Linked DNA regions of Ctenopharyngodon idella: region 2 is linked to region 1. Evidence: chromatin contacts called from public Hi-C data. All regions are on one chromosome and are shown on one strand. Each heading gives the region's core, a stretch centred on a gene start, on an enhancer-like site or on the middle of the called end of the contact. The rest is flanking DNA. Distances are from core to core; before and after follow the strand shown. Region 1 holds the start of enosf1 (enolase superfamily member 1). Region 2 holds the start of ist1 (IST1 factor associated with ESCRT-III).

Region 1 (7,106 bases), core at 1,441-3,940:
AAAGTGTTTCAAACGGCACTATTTAATTTAAGTTTGTCATCGTTACAATAGTCAAATCCATGCTTCTAAATTACACTTTCTAGTCCCTGCTATGTATTTAGATTCATCTTTCGTGAAATGTATTTTTGCATGTTGAATTATTCTACTCTTTGATTTAGTCCTGATAAATGTATTGTATGTCAGCTGATATTGCAGTAATGGTTCTGCGACATTTGAACAACCATTTCTCAAAAAGAAACATATTTATCTAAATGCTGAATTTGGATGCACATATTATGTCTACAACAGAAAGATATGGTATGAGTAGTATACTAGTATGTGGTTGTGAATTCAGCAATAGACTTCTTTAGAGTGAACCGTAGAACTGTTAAAAGTGCTTATGTTTGTTACGTTCTCAAACTGATGTGATGATTTTGCAGTGTTCTTAATTACGAACAAAATATGTATATATTTATAAATTAAGCAATTTTATTTTACTGTGGTTGACTTGGGTTTTATGAGTTATTGTTGAATAAATGTATTCCGATTATGTTGTTCATTGCTGTTAGTCTGTTATTAAAGGGTTAGTTCACCCAAAAATGAAAATTTCTGTCATTAATTACTCACCCTCATGTCGTTCCACACCCGTAAGACCTTCATTCATCTTCAGAACACAAATTAAGATATTTTTGATGAAATCCAAGAGGTATATGACTCGTCCATAGTAAGCAATTTAACCACCACTTTCAAGGTCCAGAAAGGTACTAAAGACATCGTTAAAACAGTCGACGTGAATGCAGTGGTTCAACCTTAATGTTGTGAAGAGATGAGAATACTTTTTGTGTGAATAAACAAAACAAAAATAATGACTTTATTCAACAATTTCTTCTCTTCCATGTCAGTCTCTTATGCTGTTGACATTGTAAACACAGTGCAGCACTTCCAGGTTCTACGTCAGAACGCCGGCTCCTGCGTCAGCATCACACGCATACGTCGTGCTGGTCACGTGATCAGCTTTGGCCAATACCGAGCCGGCATTTGGACGTAGAACCTGGTAGTGCTGAACGTCAACAGCGTAGGAGAATGAGAAGAGATTGTTGAATAAAGTCGTTATTTTTGTTTTGTTTTTGTGCACAAAAAGTATTCCCGTCGCTTCATAACATTGTTGAACCACTGCAGTCACACTGACTGTTTTAACAACGTATTTAGTACCTTTCTGGACCTTGAAATTGGTCATTAAATTGCTGACTATTGAGGAGTCAGCTTGTATTTCATCAAAAATATCTTAATTTGTGTTCTGAAGATGAACGAAGGTCTTACAGGTGTAGAACGACATGAGGGTGAGTAATTAATGAATTTTCATTTTTGGGTGAACTAACCCTTTAAATATTATAAAGTGTGGTCTAAACGTATTTTGATAACTATAATATTGTTATATTTACTAATAATATTTACTAATTAATATTATATTTATTAGATACTTCATGTATCCAATATCAGTTAATGATGTCAGCAATATTTAATCACAAAGTCACTGATAAGTAGAAGGGAACTGTCTGAAGCAGGACTGACTCCAGAAAGAGCTGAAAGATCAAAATGCAAGTGTTTTGTTTAGTTTTATTTTTATGTAGTCTGTAGTTATATTTTCCCACTACACTGAATTAAATACCAATTCAGCGTTTGTGCAAATTAACATGTTCTTGAAGGATTTTTTAACGAGTACCGAATCATGATCATTAATAAAGGGAGAAGAATTTCAGTGGCTTATGTCAAGAAACATTTTCTTAATTAACCTATTCAGTGGTAGGTCTGTTTACCAGATAAAAGAGTTCAAGAAAAACTTTGATGTTGTTGAGAAAGCCTGGCAAAAAAAAGTTTAGTATTTTTTAAATTGCACATGATCGAGCTCTCTATAGATCGTTCATCCATCAAGTCACCATGGATTCGGGATCGAACCGAAGCCTCACAATCATCATCAGTTTTAAAATCTTGAAGTTTAAAGGCTTTAGGTTTAAAGTAGTTTTAAACCAATTTTGAAGGTATATCGATTGACTGGAGTTCGAACAGTCTTGGCTCGTTTAAACATTCCGTCAATGAAATGGGATTTTTCCGAGTTTTGTTTTAAAGCTCTAGGAGGAGTTAAGAGTCCGAAATTTTTGTCATAATAATATTAAAGAGATAATTTACCCAAAAATGAAATTCTGTCATCATTTACTGAAGTTGTTCCAAACCTGATGTTAACCAGAAAGTTGACTTCTATAGCAAAGTATTTTATTTCCTCCATACTATGGAAGTCAACTGTTACTGACATTCTTCAGAATATCTTATTTTGTGTTCAACTGAAGAAAGAAATTCATACAGGTTTGGAACAACTTGAGGGGTGAGTGAATGATAACAGAATTTAAATTTTTGGGTGAACTGTACCTTTAATAAATAGGCATAAATAAGTTTTTTTTTTTTTTTTATGGTTTGTTGGCTTTCTCACGCCAATATAAATATTCATCCTATTATAGGACTATTATTATTATTAACAGAACAGAATATAGCCTACAACAGTATTCAGCAATGTACCCTGTTATAGGACTCCAAACATGCACCACCAACAGTTTCGTTTCTGACGATCACATGATCACGTTTGTTGTCATTCGTGACGTTATTCCAAAACTTCCAATCACATTTCTACTACGGTCTGAAAATACTGTCAAAAGGCCAATCATATTTTTCTTGGGGCGGTGTGTTTGAAGTGTACACTATAGCAGCTCGTAACTACCGTGTCTAGGCAAAGTTTATAACTGAAACAAAATGCTGGGAGGCAAAATAATAAATGTGTCAGTGCGCGACGTGAGATTCCCGACGTCACTAGAACAACATGGATCGGACGCAATGGTTCGTTGCCTACGATTTACTTCTCTGTGGTGTTTATATCAATAGTTTCATTCGTTGCAGAAACAACAATGAATGCATTACAGTTGGCAATGAATGTGATTGATTCGCAGCACACCGATCCAGATTACTCTGTCGCATATGTTGTTCTTGAGACGGACACGGAAGCTGCACTGAAGGGTTATGGGTTGACTTTTACTGTGGGAAGAGGGACGGAAATCGGTGAGCTTCCCAAAATCCAACCATTATACAAATACTGAATGTCATATGACCATGGCGTGCGAGTGCAATGTCCCATTATTTGAGTAAAGATACAAGCCTGACACCTTCTGGTGAAAAGTGTCTTTTTTTTTTTTTTTACTCCTTCATAATGGGATCAAAGTGAATATTGTTTTTCCAATTCTCTTGGTAAACATAAGAGAAACCAGCTGTAAAAACAAATTCTTTGCTCGTTATCTTGATTTTTCATTCATAATCTGTGAATTATAGTGGTGTGGGGCTGTTTGTCTTGTCGGGATACATCATGGACTCCATCAAGTACCATATTAAACACCTGGCTGCCTCTGCTAGAAAGCTTTAACTTGGCAGTGGTTGGACAATGATCCAAAGTTCACCTGAAAATCAACACAAAAATGGTTAACTGACCAAAGAATGAAGATTTAGCCTTGCTTACCACAGTCCCCTTGATTAAATGCTATAGAAAACCTGTGCGATGAACTAAAGAGGAGAGTCCACAAGCATGGACTTCAGAATCTAAGGATCTGGAAAGATTTTGAATGCAGGAATGGATCTGTTGCCATGTGTTTTCCAACTTCATTACACATGAGGTCTTGGAGAGGACTTCAGGGCCTTTACATGACACCGCTTTCAACTAAAAACTAAAGAAAAATTTCATTTACAGGACAACGGCGTTAGGGGCCTGAAAACGCAAACTTTTGAAAGCGGGTTTTAAAGTGCGCGCTTTTGAAAACAATACCATTATCGTCTCAGTGTAAACTACAAAAACGTGAATTTGTGAAAACGGCAACATCATGCACATGCGTATTATGCGTTCAGTCTAAAGGCGTGTTGTGTTTCTTTACAAAGTAACATCGCCATCTACTGGTCTGGCAGCAGAATACAGTGTTTTTAGTCGTTTTCGCGGATCCGTGTGAGCGGAGATTGCCTGGATGTCGTCTGTATGCGAAAAATGCGAAGGAAAAACTTTTCCGTTTTTAGTACGTCGTTGTCGTGTAAATGTACCCTTAGATATGTTATCATGACAAAGGAAGATTGCACAAAGAATTAAATGAAGTGCCAGAAATTGTGGCACACATTTCTAGTAGGTTTATAAGAATATTTTTTGTCTAACAATTATTTTACCAATTTAATTAAAGGTTATATTTCTGTGAATATTTTTTGAATGATAGACCCGTTTTGCTCATATTTACCAAGAATGCCAATATTAGTGCTCTACTACGTCTGCATTATATTTGTCCATGCTATAGGCAATTAAAAATTCATGACTTACGTAATCAGATTACTTTTCTCAATTAACAAGTAATGACTTTCTTCTCCTGCATCCTATTCTCATGTGATCCAGAATGGCAGCACAGCTGAAAGGTTTGTTTGAGCGGCGCCCTCTACTGTACAGGGGTGAATTTGCCTGAAGCTTATTCATTTCACTTTTGGTGTGAAAGTGTCTTTAAATTTGAACAAAAACAGAACTTTTTGTTTTTTTGCTATTAAAAAACAAACAAACAAACAAGCCAAACCCAGGTGAGAAAATTAATGTAAAAGTAATGTAACGGATGACTCTTTTTTTTTTTTTTTAGGGAGTAACGCAATTCTGTAACATTACTTTTAATTGTAACTTTCCCCAACACTGCTGATCAGTTTATTAGTACCATACTTGTTTAGGAATAAGTATTCCCAGCTAAAACTGTTACATTGTGAGGAACTTCAGAAAGGGTAAAATCCTTAAAAAATGGTAAAATTATTTTTCTGCAAGAGCGTTTTATCTTATTGGTATCAATAAAATATCTGATTTTTGTAGTTTTCCCATTAGGATTCCAAACTATGAAAGAAATTGGATTTTTTGGACTAGGTTATACTAATCTAGACCAGTGTGTGTGTGCCTGTTTATCTCTAGTCGTATGCGCAGTTAAAGCCTTATCTACTTTGGTGGTCGGAAAGACTTTGGAGGAGATAACCGGTGACTTCAGAGGCTTCTACAGACTCCTGAGCAGTGATGGTCAAATGAGATGGGTGAGTATCAACTCTGAGTGCAGGTACTTCAAGACTTCTTGTACAGCTGAATGAACAGATGATCTCACTGACAGATTGGACCAGAAAAAGGAGTAATTCAACTGGCGACGGCGGCCATTCTGAATGCTGTCTGGGATTTATGGGCACGAGTGGAGGGAAAGGTGAGCAACACAAAAGATTCTTTTACATGTCGATAATTTGCATGAATGTTGTAAGAATTAATGCATATAGAAAATCATTAAAGGTCAAAATGAATGTTTTGCAGCCCTTGTGGAAGCTGCTTGTTGACATGGTGAGTATTCACTTAAATGATCACAATTTGAATGCAAAACAAAGCAATATGATGATGATGATGATATGATAATGAATCCTCTTCCTAGGATCCTGCGAAGTTGATCAGCTGTATTGATTTCAGATATATCACTGATGCTCTGACGGAGCAGGAGGCTTTAGGTGAGGTCATCAACAACTGTATCGCCTTTGTCATTCAATCAGCTATTGTTCATATAATGCATTACTCCTTATACTCCAGAATAACACTCCTTTTCTCTTTCTTTTAGATATTTTGGTAAAATCCAAAACGGGGCAGAAAACTAGAGGTGAGATCAGTTCATAAAGGTTATAAACAGTGTTTCATAAAGTGCCATTTAATACATACATGCACTATCAAAACTTCAAAAGTTTGGGGTCAGTAAGATTTGTTGTTGTTGTTGGAATAAATGATTAGTTTTATTCAGCAAGGATGCATGACATAGATCAAAGATGACAATAAAACTTTTAAATTGTTAAAATATATATATTTTTCAAATAAATGCTGTTCTTTTGCACTTTCTGTTCTTTAAAGAATCCTGGAAAAAAACTTTTAAGCAAATATAAGCAGCTGTTTTTACTGTCAGGAGCTGTAATTTCAGTGTGCGGACATCTTTGAACTTTAAAGTCGGGATGAAATGGAAGTTGTGATAGTCTTTTCCTCTCTACTGTGAAATATATCCTAGTGAAATGGCTTCTCAAACAAGAACAAATGTAGGGCGGGGCTTGATTTTGTCCGTGGGGAATTGATTGGATGGTTGTGGTTTGCTATTGGTGGATGTGAGTGACAGGTTGCCCTGCCCTAGTCATCAAGAGATGTCGCTGCAACAGGGAGGGGAAGGGGGTTGTTTTGATTCAAGATTGAGGCGCATGAATTATGATAAATCATTTATAATAAGCACTGTAATATTCCATAAAAAATTAAGAACTGTCACTCTTGATTTCATGGTGACTTTAAACCACTCCAGAGGAGCAGATGTTAAGGGAAGGCTATCCTGCCTACACCACTTCCTGTGCCTGGCTGGGCTACACTGATCAGCAACTTACCCAGGTTTGTCTGTTCTTCGGCTGTTCCTGTTTCTGTTATAACCATACGCTGACTTTAACAAAGATCCTTTGCTTTGAATAGCTCTGCTCTGATGCTCTTGCCCAAGGATGGACTAAATTTAAAGTGAAGGTCGGGGCTAATTTGCAGGATGACATTCATAGATGCAGCCTCATCCGAAAGTTGATTGGACCAGACAAAACCCTGGTGATTCAAAGTCAAATGTGTATACTTTGCAAAATAGTAGTTGGATATTTCAACCAGATCAGATTTTGAATATTAAGTTGGTCCAAACTATGAATAGAAGGCTGCATTTGGCAGGGAATTTTACAAGACATCTTATGTGTCAGATGATTGATGCCAATCAACGGTGGGATGTTAATGAAGCGGTTACTTGGGTAACCAAGCTGGCAGAGTTTCACCCTCTATGGATTGAGGAGCCCACATCTCCTGATGATATTCTAGGTCATGCATCCATCTCTAAGGTAAACTGGTTCATTATGTTCATTTTTAGACCATGTTAGTCAGGTTTTGAGGGTTTTTTTTGTCTTGTTTTCAGGCACTTGCGCCCTTTGGTATTGGAGTGGCCACTGGAGAACAGGTGAGTGTGTGTATGTACACCAAGAATGATGACTATAACAAG
Region 2 (7,106 bases), core at 1,493-3,992, 170 kb before region 1:
AAACCTCCGCTCAGTATCATAGTTTATTCCCTCCGGATGGAACGATTAGCACTCAATGATGTCAGAATCACTAGAAGAAGTTCAGAATGTTGGAATGTGAAAGTGTTTGATGATTTGATTTTGTGGAACCGTAACTCGTCTCATTTGTTTCTTACATGGAGTTTTGTCGCATCACATTCCTGTCTATCTACGGTTTCATCTCAGTGTCATGATGTTGTTTCTTTGTTTTCTCCATGTGTCAAGCAGAAGTACAACAGAACCGAGCCTGGCAAAGCAAGGGAACTGTTTTTGTCACTGTTTTTTTTTTATTATTATTATTTCTATGACCTATTTGAAATGGAAATAAACTGTTTATTGTACCAATCTGAAACAGTACTCCTTGTACTTTTGATCCTGAATCCAGTATGTCAATCAGAGCCATTGGACAAATGTTGTCGACAGCCAGTGATGTCTGATTGATGAATGAATCATTTTTGTTGACTTATAAGTGGAAAAGTCTAAAGAAAGTGTAAAAATCGTCAAATAAATAAATAAAATAATAATAATAAACTAAAAAAAAATTTTTAATTAATTAAATTAACCCTCATGTACTGTTGCGGGTCATTTTGACCAGTTTTGACATTGAGTTTTTGGAAACATCAGTTGTTTTTTAATTTTGTGACTTTTTCTCATTTAGGGTCATGAACATGCATGCAAAGTTTCAACACGCTGATGTGTTTTGACATACACGCTATTATGGTTATGTTCGTGATGTTCGCGGGTCAATTTGACCCACATATTTTAATGTTTTAAGGCAACTGTACAAACTCAAAACAATAACATTTTTTTCTTATATTTTGTTATTTTAGTTCTTTACTACCCTATGAAGCTAAAGGAGATTTCCACCACTTATTTCAATACAAAAAAATATTTTGTCAGCCACAAATGGTAAAAATTAGCTACCATTACTTTTAACCTACATTGTTTTTCTTGAAATTTTGTGACTTTTTCTCATTTAGGGTCATGAACATGCATTTCAACATGCTGATGTGTTGTGAAATGTGCATACAGAAATTGTATACGTTCGTACTGTTCGTGGGTCAGTTTGGCCCGTATAGACAGCTGTTCAAAATCAACTACAGACACAAAATACAAAACACTTCTGTGTTGTATGTCTGAACTCCTCAGCTCTAGTCCTGAAGTGCCAGTGTCTTACTGAGTTTAACAACCTTTTATTTTCAAAGTTTGTGAAAATATAAAGTTGTTTTACCTGTTTACTGTCTGTCCCACTTTTTGAGCATAAATATGAAAATGACTTTTCTAACTTAAATTGTTAAAAATCTTGATCAGACTGAAGTTTGGTATCTTTGTAAAGGCAACACTTCACAGATTATTGTAGAAGTAACAAAAGTTGTAAAAGTAAAGTTTAAAAAAAAGGTTTATGAAAATTTAAAATATATAAAATATATATTTTACAAAACTCTAAAACTTCAAGAAAATCATAATAATCGTTAAATATCTGAACAAGTTCTGTGCTGAATTTTAGGTTATCTCAAAAAAACAAAACAACTTTCAGTAAGATGTTTTGTGCGCAGTACCAAACTTCTCCACTAGATGACATCCAGACTCCACCGGTGACCATATAAGGACTCTTCAGTTTCCATTTATGGTTTGAGTGATCTGAACCATATTTTTCCATACTTTTCAAAATATATATGAAGTAGACTTCCTATTCAGAAGTAGTTTTGGCAGTAATGTTAATATCTGATTTGAATTCAATCCCTAAAACACACAAAAAACATACAGAAAGAATCAGTGCGTGTCTTATAGTTTGGCACCACATCACAAATGAAGAATCTATCGCTATTTATCTATTGCTCTGTCATTTCTTTTGAGAATCAGTCACCAAATATGAAAACTAGAGTCAGAAAGCTTTCAAACGATATATAGTTTGTCAAGATTACTTTAGGTTTAGACTAAGATATTATTGCTATTAATGTACAGGTGCGGGGAGGAGCGGTCTTGAAAATAAATCATAAATTCAGATATTTATTCTTTGTAGTGTGTGAATAAAGTATTGATATTAAAAGTTAATCATGATTGTGTGTGTTTTTTCATAGTGTGATTTTTGGGGAATTGTATTGAATCCAATCAGGGTGAATTTGACCCGGACCATACAGGCTGTAACCAGAAATCATGAGGGTTAAAGATCATGAGGGCTTTTGAATTAAAAAAAATAATAATGATGTAAATCAATTATAACAAACACTGAAATATTTCATTAAAAAAAAAAAAAAGAACTGTCAGTTTTGATTTCATGACTGTAAATGACAGCTGCTCTTCTCACTTTCTCCAAAAGATGGCAGTCGTGAGAGAGAAAGAGAGGCGTCCATGTTACACCTCTCTACTAGTTTAATAGATAAGCAAATTAACAGATAAGGCCTGAAAGAACATATTTTCACTGAGCCAATCATATTACAGTAACAGGATTAGGTAGGTACTATTATGTCATGGTACATTAGAATATTTGCAGGAACAATGATACAGATAAAAAGTATGTATGTATGTATGAATAATACATAATGACTTTACAACCCTACAGTATAAAATGTTTTCAGTCAGGCATTATTTGGCCTATTTTGGAGTAGAGACCAGTAAAGCGTTTCTTGCCAACCTGACAGTCTACCTAGTCATGTAACATCATAAACATGACATAATTAAAAACTGTGATTTGTCCACCCTAGTAACGGGGTTTCCCCATCATAAGCGATTTTCCACTGGCGACCACGTGACGTGTAGCGTCATGAATGAAGTCACGTCCGATGCGGAAGTGAATGCTAACAGATCTGTTCGTCAATCGTTCAACGAAACCGAGCTATTGCCAGCGTCTGAAGAGGAATTCACATGTAAATATGGCTTTTGTTATATCTTATGTGCCGTTTATTAGGCATTTATGATGATTTGTTAATGTGTCTGTTGGTTTTGTTTACCGGATTAGCTCATCTAGCCGCTATTCGAGACTCTTCCTGGTTTGAACAGTCAGATTTCTAACAACTCGAAAACGGTTTTAAATAATATTTATGCCTTTTAAAGTAATCAATATAGATGCCTCAGATCGATCCATGTAAATATTAACAAGTGACTGTTTGACAGATAGACCATCGCTCTGTTTTATCGCACTTTATAATCTTGTTTTGGCTGACTGTTGTGACTCATACTAACAGAGTTAGCTGTCGGGATATGTAAGGGAATCGAATTAACAAATAAGCCGGTATTTTTTAAACAGATAAGCGTGTAACCAACAAAAAAGTGTTAGATTATTATCATATTTTTGGACATGTGCCTTGGTATTCTTTGTAGTACTCATTCAGTACAAAAGTACATGTAACGGATCCACGGTATTTTGATCGGATACCGTAGTACTATTAATGCTTTTTTGAACATAAGGGACTACTTTTATCTGAAATGATCAGGTTTCTAATAGCTAACTGTTGTCATGATATGGCAGTGATGGCACTCACCAAACAGGAGGCGTATCTAAAACACAGATCTTTTTGTATGACTGAGTAGCTTCAATAACAGTGAGAGACTGTTATGACCTTCAGTTTGAGTCCTTTCTGACGCTTTAACCTGATGTTTGGTTCTTGATATGTGTCCACAGAGCCCCATCATGCTTGGTGGAGGGTTCAAATCCGAGAGACTCCGTGTCAATCTCAGGCTGGTCATAAACCGCCTCAAACTTCTCGAGAAGAAGAAAAGTAAGTTTGGTCGTCTACAAGTTGCACATATTTTGAAGTTTTGGATGGGCTAAGTAGGTCTAATTGAATCTGTTTGATTTGAATTAGCTGAATTAGCCCAGAAGGCCCGCAAGGAAATTGCAGACTACTTGTCGGCGGGCAAAGATGAGCGTGCGAGAATCAGAGTCGAGCACATCATCAGGGAAGATTATTTGGTGGAGGCCATGGAGATCCTGGAGTTATACTGTGATTTGCTGCTCACCCGATTTGGCTTAATACAGTCCATGAAGTGAGTAACCTTTTGTTTTTTCTCGTTAAATGTGGCGTTATGCTCTTGGGCTGCATCCGAAATCACATACTCTTCAGTAGGTACTTATTTTAAATAAGTATTTACTTCACGATTGGGCTGCATGATTATGGATAAATTTACGTTTATTTTGTTTTAAATAGAGATCATGATTCTCCCATGATTCTGAATAGACAACTAAATTAAAATTTTACTAGATGTTCTGACAAATTTTTTTATTTTATTTTGTAAATTGGGTTGAATGAATGATTCAATGACTCGCTCATAAATAATTCACTTGTTTTATTGCTGGATGAATCAGCGTTTTTGAACGAATCTCTTGAATGAATGATTCAGTAGCTGGGTTTCCATCCAAACGTGAAGTGAATCTTTTCAAAGTTTGCAAAAAACAAATGCAAATTAGGTATGTTTCCATCAAGTTGTAAATAAAACGCCATCAGCGGAAACAGCCAGTTAGTCATGTGGGTTTAATGTTTGCTACATCGGAATTTATTCGGCTAATGCTTTTCCATCTCCCATTATTCACATTAACTCTTTTTCGCACAAGGTCAAAAACCACTTCAAGCAAGTGTAAAAACTTTTTTGCAAATTGTTTTTTTTTTTTCCTTCGAAATTTGGCGTTTCTATCACTCGTTTCTGATGTGATACTTCAAAATGCGCATAAAACAGAGTGATGGAAACATAGCCAGTGACAAATACATTCTTTAACAGTCACTTGTCGCCACCTACTGGTGTAACAATGTAATTGATACAGTCTTCATTTGAAGCGTCAAGTTGCTTTTAAAGGTGATTTAGAATCACAATTTTTTGGTTTCAAATAGAGATCATGATTCTCCCATGATTCTGAACAGACTACTAAACAAAATTTTACTAGTGGTTCTGATAATCTTTTTTTTGTGTAAATTGGGTTGAGTGAATGATTCAATGACTCACTCATAAATACTTGTTTCATTGCTGGATGAATCAGCGTTTTTGAACGAATCTCTTGAATGAATGATTCAGTAGCTGAGTTTCCATCCAAACGTGAAGCAAATCTTTTCAAAGTTCACAAAAAAACAAACAAATGCGAATTATGTGCGTTTCCATCAAGTTGTAAATAAACCACCATCAGCGGAAACAGCCGATTAGTCACGTGGGTTTAATGTTCGTTACATCAGAATTTATTTGGCAAATGCGTTTCTCATAATCTCTCATTAACTCTTTTTTGCACAAGTCAAAGACTACCTCAAGCGAGCGTAAAAACTTCTTAATGATGCAATAATTTCTGATGCGATACTTCAAAATGCGCATAAAACAGGGTGATAGAAACATAGCTAGTGACAAACACATTTTTTAACAGTCACTTGCCGCCACCTACTGGTGTAACAATGTAATTGATACAATCTTTATTTGAAGCGTCAAGTTGCTTTTAAAAGGTGATTTACTCTATTTTGATCGCTACCGTAGACATCAGTGTTTATATCTGAACTATAAACTTTTATCCAAGTTCTTCTCTGATAATTTGAATATTTGCAAGACAGAAATAATGATACTGTGTGGTTGAAAAGACTGTTTGTGAAGCTGTTTCATATCTATACACGACGACGGCTCACTGCCATTCACAAATCCTCTCTCATGGCCTCATGGGATAGTAAAGTGTCCATCATATGCACACTTCAGAATCTCCCCGGAAGTAGTAGGTTGTCCAGGTACTTTTGCCTACTCTTTTATGAGTACTGTGAACTTCTTTTGGCGCACACAGTTTTTCGCCTACTATATGGTAGGGAAGCATGTGATTTTGGATGCAGCCATGTCCTTTAATTTCTCCATCCTCTCTTCAGGGAACTGGACCCTGGCCTACAGGAAGCAGTGTCCACACTCATCTGGGCTGCTCCTCGACTGCAGTCAGAAGTGGCGGAACTGAAGATTGTGGGTATAATTTGTGTCGGTCTTAAATCTGTTTCTGGAGATCTAGAATGGATCATTCATGTCTTTTTCCCCACTCTTTTACAGGTTTCTGATCAGCTGTGTGCCAAATACAGCAAAGAGTATGGAAAGCTATGTAGGACAAACCAGATTGGAACAGTTAATGACAGGGTATGATGAAACATGTTTGTTTGGAGGTGGTGGGCATTAAATAAACCCATATTAATATTGCTCATAATTTGATTAAGGCATTTTCAAAGCTACTTTAAGTCATTTAAAGCTTTAAGTATTAGTTTTTTTTGGCATGTAACAGAAAACCTGATCTGAACTTTTGCCAAGATTTGTTTTAAAATCTGTTCGGATGTAGTGTATTCCAGCTTCAAGCAGTCAGACATACTCCTTTTACTTGGAAGACGAAAAATTCCCTAATCTTAAATTGATGGAGAAACCAAACCATATTCCGAATATCATAAATATTTATAGACTCTACAAGCTGTTGTATTTTCATATCGAGCTATCTTTCTGTAGCTTATGCACAAATTGAGCGTGGAAGCCCCTCCCAAGATTTTGGTGGAGCGTTACCTCATCGAGATCGCCAAAAACTACAACGTTCCCTATGAACCTGATGCCATGGTTCGGGTAAGAATCAACTTCCACTTACTTTACACCTCGGTCATCACTATAAACAGCACTTGTTTCAAACTGTACACATCTGTAACATTCACAGCCAGAGGTGTGTCCGGGTGAAGAGGCCGATCTGATTGACGTGGACAGCGACTTCAAGAAGCCAGGAGGTGGCGGAGGAGGTGGAGGAGGAGGGTTTACCACTCCCGCTGTCGGCATGCCTATGCCCATGCCAATGCCCATGCCCATGCCCTCGCCTTTCAACTACCCAACGCCCAAAGGAGCTGTAAGACAAACATCTATCTAGCTAATGTCATTTGACCATAGAGCTGCACGATTCGGGATAAATTGAGAATCGTGATTTTTTTTTTTTTTTTTTGGTTAAAATAGAGATCACGATTCTCACACAATTCTGAACAGACAACTAAACAAAATAAAGTATAATTTACTAGTTCTGACAAAATGTTAATTGCTGCAGTCTATTAAAAAATATTTATTAATTAATTTGAATTACTCATTTTTTGAGAAGAAAAATCGAGTTGAGTGAAAGATTC

Evidence for each region. Hi-C and Micro-C count contacts between places; a contact is called where the count stands out from the background.
Region 2: a contact with region 1 is called in a Hi-C map of muscle, with 5 times the contacts expected there. The contact joins the promoter of ist1 here to the promoter of enosf1 in region 1. A contact is called at or near these places in 2 of 2 Hi-C or Micro-C datasets (both in muscle).

What each region holds. Positions count from the first base shown.
Region 1 is chr7:46,798,752-46,805,857 of HZGC01, reverse strand. enosf1 (enolase superfamily member 1) reads left to right here and starts at 2,690. Exons shown (of 15, transcript XM_051900982.1): 1 at 2,690-2,865; 2 at 2,976-3,084; 3 at 4,994-5,109; 4 at 5,184-5,270; 5 at 5,375-5,401; 6 at 5,490-5,562; 7 at 5,670-5,708; 8 at 6,387-6,469; 9 at 6,548-6,670; 10 at 6,814-6,948; 11 at 7,023-7,064. The coding sequence starts at 2,782. scamp2l (secretory carrier membrane protein 2, like) reads left to right here. Exons shown (of 9, transcript XM_051901341.1): 9 at 1-529.
Region 2 is chr7:46,973,583-46,980,688 of HZGC01, reverse strand. ist1 (IST1 factor associated with ESCRT-III) reads left to right here and starts at 2,742. Exons shown (of 10, transcript XM_051901131.1): 1 at 2,742-2,885; 2 at 3,641-3,737; 3 at 3,825-4,005; 4 at 5,844-5,931; 5 at 6,016-6,099; 6 at 6,457-6,567; 7 at 6,656-6,838. The coding sequence starts at 2,814. It overlaps slc22a31 (solute carrier family 22 member 31), which reads left to right. Exons shown (of 10, transcript XM_051901123.1): 10 at 1-370.